2 separate regions of the Mus musculus genome follow, and region 1 is linked to region 2. The links are chromatin contacts, called in public Hi-C maps. All regions are on one chromosome and are shown on one strand. Each heading gives the region's core, a stretch centred on a gene start, on an enhancer-like site or on the middle of the called end of the contact. The rest is flanking DNA. Distances are from core to core; before and after follow the strand shown. Region 1 overlaps Grik5 (glutamate receptor, ionotropic, kainate 5 (gamma 2)). Region 2 has its middle 2.9 kb from the start of Gm38965.

Evidence for each region. A called contact is a pair of places that touch in the nucleus more often than the background predicts.
Region 1: a contact with region 2 is called in a Hi-C map of the G1E-ER4 cell line, with 4 times the contacts expected there. The contact joins two enhancer-like sites. A contact is called at or near these places in 5 of 484 Hi-C or Micro-C datasets (the G1E-ER4 cell line, the N1E-115 cell line, embryonic stem cells and 1 more), 2 of 115 datasets of contacts at active chromatin or transcription factors (the HPC-7 cell line and large pre-B cells) and 1 of 9 other capture datasets (pancreatic islet).

Annotation. Positions count from the first base shown.
Region 1 is chr7:25,024,247-25,028,313 of GRCm38.p6, reverse strand. The region is part of intron 12 of Grik5 (glutamate receptor, ionotropic, kainate 5 (gamma 2)); the gene reads left to right. Among named protein-coding and RNA genes, the nearest start is that of Atp1a3, 20 kb to the right of the region's middle. Within about 2 kb of position 2,078, at least 29 of the 459 cell types and tissues checked have an H3K27ac peak or open chromatin away from gene starts, as enhancers often do. A contact at or near this core is called in the G1E-ER4 cell line and the N1E-115 cell line, where this site is marked.
Region 2 is chr7:24,848,918-24,852,955 of GRCm38.p6, reverse strand. No RefSeq gene overlaps it. Among named protein-coding and RNA genes, the nearest start is that of Gm38965, 2.9 kb to the left of the region's middle. Within about 2 kb of position 2,610, at least 82 of the 459 cell types and tissues checked have an H3K27ac peak or open chromatin away from gene starts, as enhancers often do. A contact at or near this core is called in the G1E-ER4 cell line and the N1E-115 cell line, where this site is marked.

The DNA.
Region 1 (4,067 bases), core at 829-3,328, 180 kb before region 2:
ACACAGCAGCCAGACCCAGCCTTTGAAGGTCTGTGGTTTGGTAATGGAGACACAGAAGTGAACAGACATTTTATAGTTTGAGCTGAGTGCTGAGGTCAAGGGATGTCTGGACTATCTGAGGGGCTTTGGATGAATGGCTGGGATCACCCCCAACCCTTCCCCCCCCTTTTTTTTTCTTGGTTTTTCGAGACAGGGTTTCTCTGTACATCCCTGGCTGTACTGGAACTCACTCTGTAGACCAGGCTGGCCTCGAACTCAGAAATCCCACCTGCCTCTGCCTCCCGAGTGCTGGGATTAAAGGCTTGTGCCACCACGTCCGGCTAACCCTTCCCTTTTTAAAGACAGAGTTTCATTATATAGCCTTGGTTGGCCTGGAACGAGATATGCAGACCAGGCTGGCCTCACACCTGCAGAGATCTACCCGCCTCAGCCCCCTGGGTGTCTGGATCAAAGGTGTGTGCCACTACACCTAGTCCATTAACACTTGGGAGAAAAGAGGACCCTGGGTGGGCTCTGTGGGGTGCTCTAGGGAGGCCTGACTCCTTGGCACTGAGGTTAGCCGTCCTTGAGCTTGAGTTTGGTTTCTGCCTTCGGTGGTGAGGAGGAACTGGGGAGGAGCAAGTGCAGAGGCTTGCGGTAGAATTGAGAGCAAAGGGCAGGCCCCACAGGCCTGTGCAGGCAGGCGTGCCAGCAAGGCAGGTGTCTGGCTCTCAGAGGCCATTGAGTGGTATAGAAAATAGCCATATGGATAATATATGTTTGTTTGTTTTTAAGGTTTATTTAATGTATGTGAGTATTTTGCCTGCGTGAAAATATATGTACCATATGGGTGCCTGTTGTCTATAGAAGTCAGAAGAGAGCATTAGATTTCCTGAAACAGCAGAGACAGATGTTTGTGAGATGCCATGTTGATGCTGGGAGCTAAACCCTAGTCCTCTGGAAGAACTTATAGTGCTTATAACCACTGAGCCATCTCTCCAGCCTCCCTTTGGCTTATGTGTGGGGAATGGATGTAAACTTTGTGAGAGATGGAGGGAGGGTGACAATTTTGGAATTTTCGATTCTTTAAAAAAAAACAGAAATATTATAGCAGATAATTTCTGTGAATGCGTGACATTGGGGATTCTGGGGACTTTTCAGAGCGTATATAACTGGTAGGGTCCCAAGAGGGCTCGGTGGGTTGTTGGTTGTTGTTGGTCACAGTTTGTTAAATAGTCATGCTCAAAGAACAAGCAATAAGAAATTAGATATCCTGACAGCAAAGATCAAACTTGCCCCAAGGAACTCAATGCATCTAATAAGCAGGAAATTGTCTAAGGATAATGTCCCCTTCCGACCCCTGACCTCATTCAGGGATCTCTTTCTTCCCCTCTATCCTTTTTTCTCTATCAGGGTTGGGGGGTGAAGAGGTGGAGGAAAGGGGGAGAAGGGTGGGTGGGAGAGAGAAGAACCATAAAGTAGCCAAAGACAAGCTACAGGGGGTTGCTGAGGAGGCAAGTGTGGCTGTCAGGAAAGTGTGGGTGTCACAGAGCTGCCTGAAGGTGATGGGGAGGAGCGGGCTGGCCTGCGAGTATTCCAGAGTAGAGCTGCAGCCCTTACCGCTGGAGCGAGAAGCACGGGGTATGGGGCCCAAGACCTGGCTGTGAAGAGGCTGCTGAGTCACCGAGACTGGCAGAGAGCAATGAGGAGTCCTACAGGCTTTCAGGGAAGGCGGGGACCTCCAAACAGTTGGCCCAAGGATCACAGAGCCTTGGGGCATGTGAAAGGCTGATGTTTCTATCTGTCTTCATAAGATCCTGACCACCAAGGAAGGACTATTATAAGCACACACACACACACACACACACACACACACACACACACACACACACACAATTGTATGACTTCAAGTAGGGGTGTTCATGTGTCTGGGCCTGGGTTTACAGTTCTATACAGGGGATTTAGGCCACTGGGACACAGCTCCTGCGTGTACCCTTGCCTACACTTCCATTCCATCCCCGAGACTTCAGCCAGGGCTGTAGTGGGATAGAAGGGATAGAAGTGGACGCACAAACCCAAATTTAGGAAGAGAGCTCCTCCTGGAGGCCGAGGCTGAGAACACGGAGGTAACAATAGCCAGGCAGCAGGGAGGGTACAGCCCCTAGAATAGGCTAGGACTGGGGAAGACAGGGTTGAGAGCCCTAACAGAGTCTGTATCGAGGACAGAGGACACAAACCAGGAGCAGAGGCCATGGGCCAACCTAGGAGCCAGATCATGACCCTAGATTAGTGAGAGTCAGCCCTGAACCCGAGAGTCTGGAATAGGCGACATGTAATCCAAAGTTCACAAAAGATGCCACAGGCCTAAAGGATGACCGGAACAATAATAGAACTCACACCAGTGATGCAGAGGGAGCTCAGCCTGAAAGTGCTTCCCTGGCCAGCACAAGGACCTGCGCTAAATCCCTGCAGCCCATGTGGAAAAGCTGGTACAGTGGAGTTCACTTGAGACCACAGCACCAGTTGGGCAGAGACAGGTGGATCCTTGGGTCTCACTGGTCAGCCAGCATAGTGTAACTGTTGAGTTCCAGGCCAGTGAGAGACCCTGTCTCAAATGAGTTGGACAACATTTCTGAGGATGATACCCAAGATTGTTCTCTGTCATGCACACACAGACAAGATGGGTTAATAGTACTGGGTGTGGCTGATCCCAGCACTGGGGGTGGGGGAGGGGAGGAGACAAGCAGTTCTCTGTGACTTTAAACCAAGGCCAGCCTGGTCTACATATTGAGTTCCAGACTAGCCAGAGCTATACAGTGAGATCCCACTAAAAAACAAACGAAAAGCAACCTCCAAAAAAAAAAAAAAAAAATCAAGAACAAAAAACTCAGAGACGAGTGAACCCAAGGTCAAGGGAAAGAGCAGGGCAGGGAAGAGAGGAGGCAGATCTCAAAGACAGCTTACTCTTCCATGCCAGGGACCTGATGACTAACCAGAGCCAGGAGACACAGTGCAGGTTCAGTAAGGAATGCAGGGTAAGTGAGGAGTAGCCTAATATAGCTTAGGTGCAGGAGACAACTCGGCCCTGAGGCAACCCCAGAGGAGGAGGGGTGTGGCAATGAATGATACAGGGCTTCCTGGGGGCCAAGAGGAGGGGTGTTCATCCTTTTTAAATAATAATAATAATGTGTCTAATTCTATGTGCACTAGTGCTTTGGCTGCATATGTGTCCGTATGACAGTGTTGGATCTTGGATTTATAGACAGTTGTGAGCTGCTATGTGGGTGCTAGGAATTGAACCCTAGGTACTGCAGGAAGAGCAGCAGCCCTTAACTGCTGAGCCATCTCTCCAGCCCTCTTATCCTGTCTTTTTAACTGGCCACATTTACTACTAAGGTGTGAGTTGGTGTGAGAACCATCACCCTTACTGCAAGTGTGTGTGTGTGTGTGTGTGTGTGTGTCCAGGACTCTGCATTCCTAAATCCACCCTACCTGCTCTGTTTCTCAACTGTGAGATTGAGTGTCAGATAGTGCTTATTGGGCCCTTGAGAGTAGGTCACTGCATGTCCCTACTACATGTGTGTGTAGCCACATAAGCCGTGTGTGTGGCTGTTGGTCATTGTCTCAGCACAGTCAGGCATAGTGTTCGGGACCCGTTGAGTTGTAGAAATGCCCGGACTGTGTGTGTAGTACTGCATTGCGTGTCTGTATGAAACCTGAGCTCTTCCCTGTCTCCCGTCAGCCTTCAGCTCACAGCTGCATAATGTCCACAAAATGAGATGTCCCTATAGGATCTCAGTTCAATCTGAAGGGGGTTCCTGGCAGGTCAGGGCAGCCCAGCCTACACCCTTCTCTCCGTCCCCACCTTCACTACTTCAGACCTGTCCCCTGGCACCCATTCCCATTGAAAGCACGCAGACTCCCCCAGGTCATTCCTGCTGAGCTGCACCCTGGTCCTGTGTTCCTCAGACACTTGACTAGAGCTCCCATTTCTGCTGGACAAAAGACTCATGGTGAAACCCCACTTCAGGGTCCCCAGCTGCTGCTCTTTCTCATCGGTGCCTCTGCCTCTCTGAGACTCAGTTTCC
Region 2 (4,038 bases), core at 1,361-3,860:
GTGGTCATGGCTCCTCTGTTTAGAGAAAGTTCAGGGACATTCCCCCCCCCCCCCCCCATATGTTCTATGTATGAGCTGTGGCTCAGGTCTGCTCATGTCCCCTCTGGTTTTCTGGAGCAACTTGATCCTCTTCCTTGGTAACTCTTTTTCTGCGGACAACGCTTGAAGGTGGTGGGGAGCACATGGTCCACTGACAGAACAAGGACCAGGGCAGAGGGAGGGGCAGGTAGAGCAGGCACTCAGAGGCACCATCACAGCCTGATGGGCTGGGAGTGAAAACTGGGCTGCGGCTTCCTCTTCACCCCTCAACCAAGACCACGTTCATGTTTCAGGGCTTTCAATTACTGTAGTCTCTGCCTCTGTCTGTGTCTGCGTCTGTCTGTCTGTCTGTCTTACTCTCTCTCTCTCTCTCTGTGTCTGTATATGTCTGTCTGTCTCTCTATATCTCTGTGTCTCTGTCTGCCTCTGTCTCTCTGCTTCTGACTCTCTCTCCCTCTTTCTATCTCATGTGTGCACGCGCACTCGTGTGTGTGTGTGTGTGTGTGTGTGTGTGTGTGTGTGTGTTTGTGTTTCATCTGCTGGAGGTAATGAGGAGACATGTGTCCAGAAGGAGCCATGCATTGTAGCAGGAACACTGCCCAGCTTCCAATTCTGAGTGTTTTCCCAACCTCGGCAAAGGTGAGATCTGACAGAAGGGCTTGTCATCCTGAGTCCTGGGTACCAAGGCTGCCAGGAGTGTAGAGAAAGGACAGTGTTGTCCTTGAGTGTGGTCTAGAGTTGGGAGAGCAGTGTGCCCAGAAGATGAATGGCCAGAGGACTTGTACCTTTCAAAGGACAGTCTGGGGACATGTTTCATGAGACTTAAGGGAAAAGACCCCAACCTGGGGCTGGCATCTGCAGTTAGCTGTCAGAGACTTGGACTATCACTGGCAGTCTGCAGATTATCTGAGCAGTGTGGGTGAGTTTTTAAAAGATCGATCTATCTATCTATCTATCTATCTATCTATCTATCTATCTATCTATCTATCATCTATCTATCAATCATGTCTCTCTCTCTCTCTCTCTCTCTCTCTCTCTCTCTCTCTCTCTCTGGTATACTGTGGCTGTACTGATGGTTGTGAGCCATCATGTGATTGCTGGGAATGAAAGTTGCTTACTCTGGTTGGCCCCTCTCGCTCCGGCCTGAAGATTTATTATTCTATGTAAGTACACTGTAGCTGTCTTCAGACACACCAGAAGAGGGTGTCAGATCTCATTACTGATGGTTGTGAACCACCATGTGGTTGCTGGGATTTGAACTCAGAATCTTTGGAAGAGCTGTCAGTGTTCGTAAACACTCAGCCATCTCTCCAGCCCCAGTGTGGGTATTTTACAGAAATATATCTCCTCTAAAGACTTCAAAGCGGCTCTAAAATACGCATCATGTGAAATGTAGTTAGACCCACTTAAACATACTCATCAATAGTATTAATTACGTTAGAAGGTTGCACCTCTATCATTATTATTTCCAGAATTTACTGTCACCATAGCAAGCTTCTTGCATCCAGTAACCCGTAAGACTGATGACCCTGCAAACCTGGAATCTGCTTTCTAGCTTTGAACTTACAGAGTCTGGATATTTTATTGTGTGCAATAACATATATATATAATAAATAACAAATGATGTAATGAATTCCATTTTGTTTCGGACTTATCTCACCAAGCAGTGTGCTTCCGGGTTTATTAGCTTTAAAACATTTGTTTCTTTGTCTTTGCTTCTTTCTTTGTTCCTTCTTTTCTCTCTCTCTCTCTCCCTCTCTCCCTCCCCCTCCCCCCACCCTCCCCCCTGCACGTGGTGTGGAGGTCAGAGGACAGCTCTGCTGAGTCATTCTCCCCTCCCACATTGAGGCAATCACTCTTGCATTTTTTTGCTGCTGTGCTGTGTACTTGGGGTTAGCCTGCCCCGTGTGCTTTTAGAGGATTTTTCTTGTCTCTTATCTTGCCAGAGGAGAGCTGAAATCCCAGATACGTGACACTGCATGTGGTTGTGAGGATGTGGGTGCTGGGAATGGGGCGTGGGCCATCTGGAAGAGCGGCCAATGCTCACAGCCACTGAGCCATCTCTTTAACCTGGAGTTGCCTAGTTCTTTGTATACTATGTATACATTAAACTTCTTTTATATATTCAATATTTTCTTGTAACCCACTGATAGTTTTTTGCTGTCATGAAAATATCCATTGTTATAGCTGGGATTCAAGGTGTGCATCCCCACTGCCTGGCAATATTTTAAATCTTTATAAAATATGAATCATTAATTTTCTTTTTGTTGTCCATGTGTTTGGGTCATTTATTAAGAATGCTTGGCAAATATTTGCGTAGAAGATTTTTCTCTATGTTTTATTCTAAGAGGATTTAAAGAAAAATGGGCTAGAAAGAAAAGGCAGAAATGTCCACATGTCAGTAGTTAGCCTCTAGTCACCTAGAGCTGGAGTCTTGTGACTTGTGATCTTACAGAAACAGCTGGAGTCTCATTTCCAAAAGCCAATAGGAGAGGCAGCTGTGACCGTGCAGAGACTTTCCACAGTGAGGTGCCTGCTCACAGATGCAGCCAGGACTCATGCAAACGCGATGAGCATTGCCTGCGGGGGCTGTGTGCCTCTGCAGCATGTCTTCTTCAGTCCCTCCTGTCTCTCTTCTGATCTCACAAGTATGCCTTTGGCTTGCATGGTATGCGTAGGTGTGGGGTGTTTATGCTTCTACTAGGCTCATTGCTCTGTAAGAGAGCAGTTTCCAGAAACTGTGTTTTCTGGAAAACCTGTTTTCCCTCACGAATTTGACAAGTGACAAACACGTGTCAAAGGTCATATGACCAGAGTTTTATTCACTTATTGACTTAGTTGTATTTCTTTCGTCTGTATGTGAATCTTGTTTGTTTGTTTGCTTTTTGAGACAAGTTTTCTCTGTGTGTGGCTATCTTGGAACTCACTCTGTAGACCAGGCTGTCCCCAAACTTAGAGATCCACCTGCCTCTACCTTTCAAGTGCTGGAATTAAAGGTGTGCACCACCTGGATTATTTTTTTAAAGAATGGAAAGTATTTATTTTACACTATGTGTATAAATGTTTCACTTGCATGCATGTATAACTAGCACTGCGTGCCTGTTGGACCTATGTGACCTGGGGTTATGGATAATTGTGAGTCACCTTGTGGGTGCCAGGAGTCAAACTCAGGTCTTCTATGTGAGCCGCAAACAGCAGGACTCAGCCATCCCTCCAGCCTGTATGTGACGCCAGTTTTTATTACCACAGCACTGTAATAAGTACATTAAGTGTTCAGGTGAGATGCTGGTCGCAAGCTTTGATTATGTAGCTCGAGATTGGTTTAGATGTTTTATTGATTGATTGATTGATTGATTGATTGATTGATTTTTCAAGACAGGGTTTCTCTGTGTAGCCCTGGCTGTCCTGGAACTCACACTGTAGACCAGGCTGGCCTCGAGCTCAGAAATCCACCTGCCTCTGCTTTCCAAGTGCTGGGATTAAGGGCGTGTACCACCACCGCCCGGCTTATATGTTATTTTTATATATACTATATATATTTTAAATGTGTTGTTCAGTGGTTGTTTTTTAGGAGTTTGGGTTGTTACTCTGTGTAGCCTTGGCAGAACTGGAATTCACCATGCAGAACAGGCTGGCCTCTTATCAAACTTGTAGCAATCCCCCTGCTTCCGCCTTTTGAGTACTGGGAATGTAAGCATGTACCGTCATATCCAATTCAATAGTTCTAAAAAAATTATTATTATTGACTTTTTGAGACAGGGTTTCTCTGTATAGACCAGGCTGTCTTGGAACTCAGAGAAATCTGCTTGCCTCTGCCTCCCAAGTGTTGGGATTAAAGGTGTGCACCACCACACTCTGCTAAAAATTGTTATTATTGTACTTGTTATTATTTGTGTGTGTGTGTTTTGCATACTGGGAGGTCAGAAGACAACTCTTGGTGGTTGATTCTCTTTTTTTCAACCTGTGGGGTGCAAGATGGAAATCAGGTCACCTGACCAG